Linked DNA regions of Mus musculus: region 1 is linked to region 2. The links are chromatin contacts, called in public HiChIP or PLAC-seq maps. All regions are on one chromosome and are shown on one strand. The core of a region is the stretch at or near the end of the contact, and the rest is flanking DNA. Distances in the headings are between cores, read along the strand shown.

The links. HiChIP or PLAC-seq counts read pairs in DNA pulled down with a chosen protein or histone mark.
Region 1: a contact with region 2 is called in a BATF HiChIP or PLAC-seq map of CD8 T cells, with 7 read pairs. The contact joins two enhancer-like sites. A contact is called at or near these places in 3 of 115 datasets of contacts at active chromatin or transcription factors (CD8 T cells, bone marrow-derived macrophages and microglia).

Annotation. Positions count from the first base shown.
Region 1 is chr9:123,933,652-123,938,531 of GRCm38.p6, reverse strand. No RefSeq gene overlaps it. Among named protein-coding and RNA genes, the nearest start is that of Gm51701, 11 kb to the right of the region's middle. Within about 2 kb of position 1,626, at least 65 of the 459 cell types and tissues checked have an H3K27ac peak or open chromatin away from gene starts, as enhancers often do. A contact at or near this core is called in CD8 T cells, where this site is marked.
Region 2 is chr9:123,731,533-123,735,807 of GRCm38.p6, reverse strand. No RefSeq gene overlaps it. Among named protein-coding and RNA genes, the nearest start is that of Lztfl1, 16 kb to the right of the region's middle. Within about 2 kb of position 1,452, at least 11 of the 459 cell types and tissues checked have an H3K27ac peak or open chromatin away from gene starts, as enhancers often do. A contact at or near this core is called in CD8 T cells, where this site is marked.

The sequences.
Region 1 (4,880 bases), core at 377-2,876, 200 kb before region 2:
GAGGTTTAGAGTTCTTGGGCCCCGTTCAGTTCTAACAGCTTACAAATTTGAATCTGCATTTCTGTCAAGTGTGAGTATTACCACTAATATAATGCAACCCAGACCACCCTGGCTACGTGAATACCTAAGTCCTACTTTCATTTGTTGAGAGGGTGAAAAGTCAAGGCTGTGAGGTGCTGCACACCTCATATTTCTCTAACAGCATTATAATCATTTACTCTAAAATACACTCATATTAACTTTGACATACTTAGACCCAACACACTGAAGGACAGTGATGCACCTTTAAGAAACTTGCAAGCTTTGGGGCTACGGCTTCCCACAAAGAGGTAAGCAGTCAATGTTTTGCAAGCAAAGCAGGAAATATGTTGAAAGTCATAACCACAGCAAAACTACCACATCAGGCTAAGAAATGTCCTCTAAATATGAAGATAGCACTTACCATCAAGGACTCAGAACCAAATTTCATGGCCTGTAGAGTAATCATCTAATCCAGTAGTTCTCAACCTGCAGATCATGATCCTTCAGGAGTTGCGTATCAACATTAAATTCAAACCAGTAGCAAAATTGCAGTTATGAAGTAGCAACAAAATAATTTTATGTTGGGGGGGGTCACTTCAACATAAAGAATTGTACTATTAAAGGATTGCTGCATTAAGAATGTTGAGAACCACTGATAACCCAAAATGGAGTTTTATGTTTGGCAATTTATTACAGAAAAAAAGCAAAGAACCACTACACCTCACTTCTACAAAAATAAGATGCACTGTGGTGAAACAGTATAGTAAATCGTAGTTTATTATCTAAAGTGTTAGATCAAAATTTGAAGATAAGGGGTTTAAAAACTACACACTATCCATAAGTTGTTAGGGGAGTCCACAGGTCTATTGTGTGGGGAAGGAGCCTCCAAGCCACATCAGAAACATCATGAAGAAGCATTTATCCAAGCAGATCCAGCACCACCCTATTCTCAAAGCCTCCAAGTGATGCATCAGGAAACTGACGTCTCAGAGGGATTCGTGTGAAAGTCCTGAAGACCCAGCACATTTATTCACACCCCAAACTGCTGTCATACTTGAGACTAGAATAAAGTCCCCAGGAAGATGTGATTTTAAGCATTCATCTGAGAAAACCTAGTTTAATGTCAGAAAGACTGTTTATTCAAAGGTCAATAGCACATCGTAAAAACTTAAGCTTCAAGATCAGAAGTTCAAGTTCAGGTCAGCAAGATGATTTGGTGAGCAAAAGTATTTGCCCTACAACCCTAACAACCTGAGTTTCATCCCCGAATCACACAGTGGGATGAGAAAACTGATTGCCAAAGCTGTCCTCTGACCTCTACACACGTGAAACGGTAATGCATATACATGTACATACATATATACTTACACAGATCATAAATAATTTTTAAGTTCAATGTCAAGGGCTTGAGAGCTGACCTTGAAATTCCCATTTATGCTTCTGTCTATTATGAATAGCTGCTTCTCAGGTGGGATGTTTCATTTGATTAATCAAAAGCAGTTGGAAGCATGCCAAGAACATTTTTTAAGAATGTCATCTGTAGAAGAGAGATGCTTCTTTGCCCACTCCCTGCATGACTCCTCTGGGTGGGTGTAGGTGTGCTGGAATGGTGGAAGGGTCATTTCCTGGGGTTTTGTAACAGAACATTTGAGCCACTTAAGCAATCAATTATGAGTCACAGGTGGGGAAGATGTGACGATCTAGCCTAGAAAGGCCTGTTTTGAAACAGAAGCTATGGTGACTGAAAAGAGCGTGTTGAGTTTCGGAATGACTAGGAAGCCCCCTTGTCTGCCTCCTTCAAGCTAAGCATCACCAGCCTCAGAAACCTTACTAGAAAGCCTTGCATACTTGCAGGGAAATGAGACGTGGGAACACCCGGTAGTGAGCTTCTCGACCATCCCTCCTCTAGCCCTATGCTTTTAGGAACCCCGCATGCATATCACCTATTCTATCTGCAATAAATAGGTTCAGGCTCAGCAGACTGATAGTATAGCTCAGTTGGTAGAGTGTTTGCCCAGGATTTGATTCTGAGAACCAAAGAAACTAAGCATCATGGTGAGATTCTGTCCTCCCAACACTCAGGAGGCAGAAGACTGGAAGTTCACTGTCATCTTTGACTATATAATGAGCTTGAGACCAGTCTTGGATACATGAGATCCAGATTCAAACAAAAAAAAAAAGCTAAAAACGGAAAAGTCTAATAATAGTTGTAAGTAATGGTAAACTAGTGCTTCCCGAGTCATCACATGTTAGTGAAACACCTAAGGATCTTATTAAAATTAGTACTCTGATTCTAAAGGTCTGGGTTGGCTCTGAGGTTTGGAGCCTCTAACAAGCTCCCATCAAAGCCCACGTTGATGTTCTCAGCACGCTGCACATTGAAGGAAGGCTTAATCAAGACACATGTTTATTCCTCACTTAGGTGCAAGAACCCTAAAGTCTGACCCTGCTGGAAACATGAAGATTATGTCATGATAAGTGCCATCAAAGATGGGAACTCTGGCTTCTGCTTCCCTGTCTTTATTCTATGATTTCCATACTTAAGATCACCTTGTGAACCAAGATGGCTCCTGGAAAGCCAGAACGCCCATGCTCCAAGCCAGAAGAGAGAGGCAACACAACGCAAGAGCGGGAGGTAATATTCTACAAACCATAGCAGCTCCTTAAGAGTTGACTTTTGTAGTAGTTCTCTATCTGCTGCTCCATCATTTGCCCACCAAGGAAGCTTGGAGAGACTAAGAAAGGTTAAGTTTTCTCTGGAACCGATGTGCTCAGCTTTAAAACTGTAAAGTTGCAATGTCAACTTCATCCTTATATCCTGCCGCTTCAGATTTGTGCCACCTACCAGAGGGAGCGTGGCTTTGGCAGCTTCTCTCCAATGTTGTTTTGAGAAGGAAAGATCTGGGCTCTGCCGTCATCATCTACATCACCCAAGAGCTACAGCTTGGAGTCAGAATGAAAGTAGGTGAAAAACTGCTGACAGCGAACAGAGCAGAGGATGGCCTCTTCTGTTAGAATCAGACAAACTGGAAGTCTTTAGGCCCCGCTTTGAAAACTGGCCTTGGTCTTGCTTCTAAGATCTGAGACCCATCTTGTGCTTCAAAGAGTAGGCCTTTTCCCCTGGGCCTGGGAGCTTCTTTGGATTCACAGAAGGGAATCGCAATATTCTGGCTAGACTGCCTGCTCCTCTTTCTCAACCCAAAGACTTGATAATGTCTGTGCTTACTCCACTTTTCTTCACGAATCCCTGGGTCCCTTCTACTTTCAATAGAATCTCAAGAGTGCTAAGGCTGAACCGCTAGCCAAGTCTGCTGTACACTCCCTGGTTTTCTCCTGCGCTTCATATCTGTATTACAGCTCTCTATCTTCCCACTTAAGAAAGACGTTCTGGGATAACGTTGGGGGAAAATCATTGATGTGACCAGGAATTATCTATGATAAGCTACTAGTACAAAGGGAGTTGTCCAGCCCAGATGGCAGCATCAACAAAGTGCTATCTATGGTTTAGATAGGGTTTAAGTATGAGCCCTAAAGATTCATGTGTTAGAGACTTGGTCTATGATGATGTGATGTGGAAGAAAACAAAGCCTTTAAAAGGTAGCTCTAAGTAGTTAGGTCGGAAGGAGGTGGCCATCAATCCCTGGAAGGAACTAATGAGATTTTCTTGGAGATCTGGATTCATTCTTGGAAGAGGGTTTTTTAAAAAGAGCAAGCCCTACCTCCTCTCTCTCCCTTGCGTTGACCACCTAAGGGGCCTCACCAGAGAGCGATGCCAATGTCAGCCTCCAGAACAATGACCTAAATAAATCTCTTTTCTTTATGAAGTATCAAATCTTGGGTATTTTTTTATAGCAAGGTAAACAGATGAACACATTAAGATAACTGGAGTCCCTCACCATGGAATGTGGCAAAAAGTCATAGGGAAACATTTGCTTGTTAGGAACAGTATAAAAAGAGGCATATTGTAAGCCTACCACAAATAGATCAATAGTGCCACAAACTCCTCTTTTCACTTGAGACAGCATCCTGTTATAAGTCCAGATTGACCTCAAACTCATGCCCCCCCCCAAACTCCTTCTGTGGCTTTTCTAGCTCCCTACAGTAATCAGAAAAGATCATAGCTATTCTATCCTATTCATATCATGAACCAATGTGTGGGATCTACAATGTGTGTGTTTCGTCCATGCTTATTTGGTGCCTGCTGTGCTATTTATCCACTCCTGACTAACATAGGGAAGTCCAAACCTAGGAAAGGAGTATCTTTCTCCTGCCTTCTGTAGAAAGGTAACATTGAACAGGCCAATGTTGAGCATCAGTCCAAAGGAGCTCAGTCATAATATTTTCAATTTAGGCTGCTGTCTTGAAGACAATTATGATTTCCTAGATGCCACAATGATTCAACCACCATAATCAAACCTCTAGGAACACATATGCTGACTTTTTTTCTCATATAAAATCTAAGCTAGAATGACAGCTGCATTTTACAAAAGTGCCAGAATTTCAGGTTAGTTGCCTCTTTCTCTGACAATTCCAGCGCTGTCCTCATCTACATTGTCAACCGTGTCTCGGCATAGTCACATTGCAGCAAGTAGGGAAGATGATGCGGACAAGTTCTTACCCTCTAAAGGTATCACCTGGAAGTCAGCCAAATTCTATTGACCAATACAAGAAGTTAGAAGTCACAACATGGAAGTGTCAATCCTGTTCTAGGAAGCTGTGTGACTAACTCAAAAATCAGAACTTTGTTATTCTGAGAGGGAGAAAATGACAGAGAATGTTTCTAGTTTTGTTTTTTTTTCCTGGAGAAATTAGACTGGATGTCTTGCAGAAAAAGAAAGTTGGATGTCATACAGAAAGCA
Region 2 (4,275 bases), core at 203-2,702:
GCACATATGAACACATGCTAACTGTAGTTATCTGCACAAGGCCTGCATAAAATCATGCTAGTAAAAGATTCCAAGATGGAGGCAGAAGAGGCTCCTGAGGCCTAAGATCAGCTGAGTAGGTATTGGCAATTAGTGCCTTCTCTGGGATACAGAGTAGCTTTCCTTTACAGGGTAGCCACTAGCAGATTGCCCATGTCCCAGTAAACCTCCCAACAGCTATGTGCACTTGGACACCAGTGAGGACTTAGTGGTTTATAAAAAGAAGACTTGAAGCTAGAAGGGATATGTATTGGGGCGGAGAACCAGGTGAAGTAGGTGAGAAAGAGTCAAGATTGAGTGCAATCAAGATCCATTGCATACATCTATGACATTTCGAAAGAATACAAAAAAAGGCAGTGTATTCTGATAGGGATTAAGTTAAATCTATAGGTAGTTTTTGTTAGTATTGACATCTTAATAATAATAAGTCATTCAATCCATGAAAAAAAAAAACAAAAAACAAACAAAAAGAAATATCGTTCCCACTCAAAAGGCATTAAATATATCTCCATGTACATTGCATGATGTCAGAGTTGATATAAGCTTCCTCAGATAAGTTTCTGTCTTTTTCTTTTAGGAGTATCTTTGTGGAGCTATGAATTATACACTCAGCAAATGTCTCTTTATTGGAGTATTCTTGGATCCCATGATAATATTTTTCTCACCAGACTCCAATACAGACAAAACTGAGTTCACATAAAACCAAATTTCAGAACAAGGGAGGATCCAAGTATAATACAAAGCATTCTGGAAAGAGGAAGCATGCCTTTCTCACAACACAATGGTCAAATCAACTAGCAGGGTATCCGTTGTGTTTTATAAAATGAAAGAGAAGCCAGGGATATGTTTGGTGGAAGTGCAGTATGATGTGGGGAAACGGGGTGCCTCTGTGGGCCATTGCTGAGGTATCCCTTCCCCCTGAGAATAGTTTATTTAGGGCATATGGATGGGAGTTGAGGGGGCAACAGAGACAGAGAAAAGGAGAGATAGAGACAGAGACAGAGACAGGAGGAGGAGGAGCAGGGGAAGGAGAGGAGAGGAGAGGAATAGAGGAGTAGAGGCCGGCCATGAGCACGTGGAGAGAAAGGGGGAGGGGAATGGGGAGAGAGTGGTAAGAAGGTAAGGAAACAAGAGCAAGAGGAAAAGAGGGCAAGAGAGAGAGGAGGGGCAAGCAGCCCCTTTTATAGTGAGTCAGGCATACCTGACTGTTGCCAGACAACTATGAGGTGGAGCCTAGGTGAAATGCCAACAGTATCCATCTCGTGTGTGTGTGTGTGTGTGTGTGTGTGTGTGTGTGTGTGTGTGTGTGTGTGTGAGTGTGTGTGTGTGTGTTCTGCCTGCATCAAGATACAAGAGAATTCCCCCTCTGAAGGAAGGCTGCAGGCCATGCTGGGCATCCTTCCTAACCGCCAGTGACTGTACAAGCAACAAGTAGAGAATCTTAAGCCTGAGTTCAAAGGCATTGATTGGCCCACACTTTAAGAAGTTTCCAAGCCACAAAAACCATTTTTTTCCTTAGTGGCAGTTTGATCAGGTCTAGCCTTTCTTCGTTCCCATATGTCAAAATAGTAAAAACCAGAGAAGCAGTATTCCTTCTAGATAATTCCTCTAGTAAGATAGTGTTTCTTCACTGTGGCTTGAGGGGAAAACACTGCCCAGACCCAATATCATCGTTAAAAGACCAGAATCTTGTATCTTCCACACCCTGCATGATACCATAATGGGTTTCAGTTTGACTGTCTTGTATCACCTCTGTTCCCCTCCCTAAGGAGGTATGCCTGAAGAGAGATCACAGCACCATAGCACCTCACTTTGTACACAGCTCAGGTCTGTCTATCAGTCACCCTGGAGCAAAATTGAAGCATTCTCTGGCTCTTCTATGCATTTCTGGTATTACAGATGGAGGATTTGGAGGCTAACATGAATTTGTGAGTTTCTTCAAAGGAAAATCAATCCATAGAATCAGTGTGCTTAGGCTTATTACTCACTTTGGCTCTCAAGAGCAGGTACCCATCTATCTCACTATTGTGACCCTGAGCCTTAGCTGGTGCCTGGCATGCATATCACATATACAGTGTGCATTTGCTGGACAAATTAACAAACTTGGTCACCTAAACTTCATAATCAGCCATGTGTGATATTTATATCTTCAATCAAAAAGTGAGCTCCATAACAAAGATAATAACCATCAGATGGGAAATCCAACATCTGCTGTTCTTGTGGAGAATCCACATTTGGTTCCCAGAACTCAAAAAGCAAAATGCAAGCATCTGTAAGCCCAGTTCCAGGGGATCCAATGTCCTCTCCTGGCCTCAGAAGGTACGACCCATACATGTGATACAAATACGTATATGCAGGCAAACACTTATACCCATAAAATAAAAATTAAGAAGTATTTCAACCATAGCACAGAACTTTAGGCTAGCCACAAAAGGGGGAACTTTATATAGAACACATTTATAACAAGCTGAGCACTTCCCTGCCAGCTTTCAGCTTCTATGAGCAGGTTTCTTTTTTAGGTAAAAGATGAGTAAATTCTTTCAATTGGTTATACAGAAAGATGCGATTCACAAAGCCTTAGAAAGTCGTGGACCTTAAACCAGTTGCCTGTTTTAGTTTGTACTGAAAAAAAAAAATGGTGAGAGTTTTTGTTCTCAGCAATGTGCCTACTGGTTTTTGATTTTGCCTCTGGCATCAGTGTAAAAACACATGCATAAATATACCTTTGTATGCACAATACATGCAAACCAACTCTTTTAGTGCCAGCAATCTATCCTTCATCTTTCCTCTGCACACATCCAATGATCTTTCTCTTAGACTAGCAGAACATCTTCTAGTTACCAGGCAGGTATACCTGGCTAGCTTCTGACCCAGAATAGACAACCAGGCAGCAAAACACAAAGCTTAGGACTTCCTAGAGCTTTGTATCTGAACTACAGTTTTTAGTTTTACTCATAATCTACCCTCTCTCTTCACATTAAAAATAAATCCCTTCTTAAACTTTTGCCCTCTGAAGTTTCTGTCTCTGTCAGGGTTTTGTCCTTTCATTTTGAGTCTTTCAAAACAACTCCAGTGCCCACAAGCACTCTCAGTGCTGACATTGGCCTTGGGTAAGCCCCACTCCCCAGGCTTGTTTTTATTTCTGGAAGTTGTCCTTGCCTTCACACTGAAAACACTTCACACATAGCAGTGTGCTGGGCCCTGGTCAGATTTGTCACTTTCTTTAATATCTTGTCTCTAAAAAAATCATCTCCAGTAAAAGCACAGAAGAAATAGGCTCAAAGGAGAGGCAAGTGTAAACATGCTGGCAATGGACTTCTCTGGAATTGGCTGGGGAGACCTAACTTGAAAATCTCTCCTAACAGCAGAAGAAAACTAGTGATTTTCAAGATTAAAGTGAGAAAATCACCACTGGTTCCTATGGAGTGAGTAGTTCAGCCACTCCTTGTTTCCTGCACAGACCCTGAGAACTGAGTCCCCTTGCTATGCCATCGCAGCAGAGCAGGTAAAAACAGCACTCCCTCCAAGCCTAGTGTGACCCCAGCAGGCCATGTGACCCTAGTGTGACCCACTCTTAAGAGACTATGTTTCAGGACTGAAGAGATGGTTCAGTGGTTAAGAGCACTGGCTGTTCTTCCAAAAGACCTTGATCCAATTCCCAGCACCTACATGGAATCTCACACTGTCTGGGGATCTGACATTCTCACGTGGACATACATACATACAGAACACCCATGTACATAAAATAAAAATAAATAAATCATATAAAAAGAGAAAGAAAGAGACTTTTTGGTACACTCTGAAAATCTGGGTTCTCTCACTAAAATATCTGATTCTAATTGTTCTGACAAAATATAAAGTAATGAAAGATTTTGTAAGGAAGAGAAAAAAATGCATTCTGAAAAAACATTACACCCCTACTAAAAGAAAAGTGGTTCTTTCACATTTGCGGATGCTATTATTGTTAACTATGAAAAAAGGCATTTATTCCATCAGAGATAAATGGATAAACAAAATGTGCTGGGCACCCACAGTGGCCTTATACTCAGCCATAAACAACATGTAGTCACATGTAGTGGCACATGTGTGTGATTTTAGCACTAGAAAGGCTGAGGCAGAAGAATTGCTGGGAATTCACTTTCCCCAATGTCTAGCCTTTAGACAAAGCAACTCAGAGACATAGGAAAATAGCTTCTACCTGCTAAAGGGAGGCTTTTATCTCTAGCTCTTCCATTA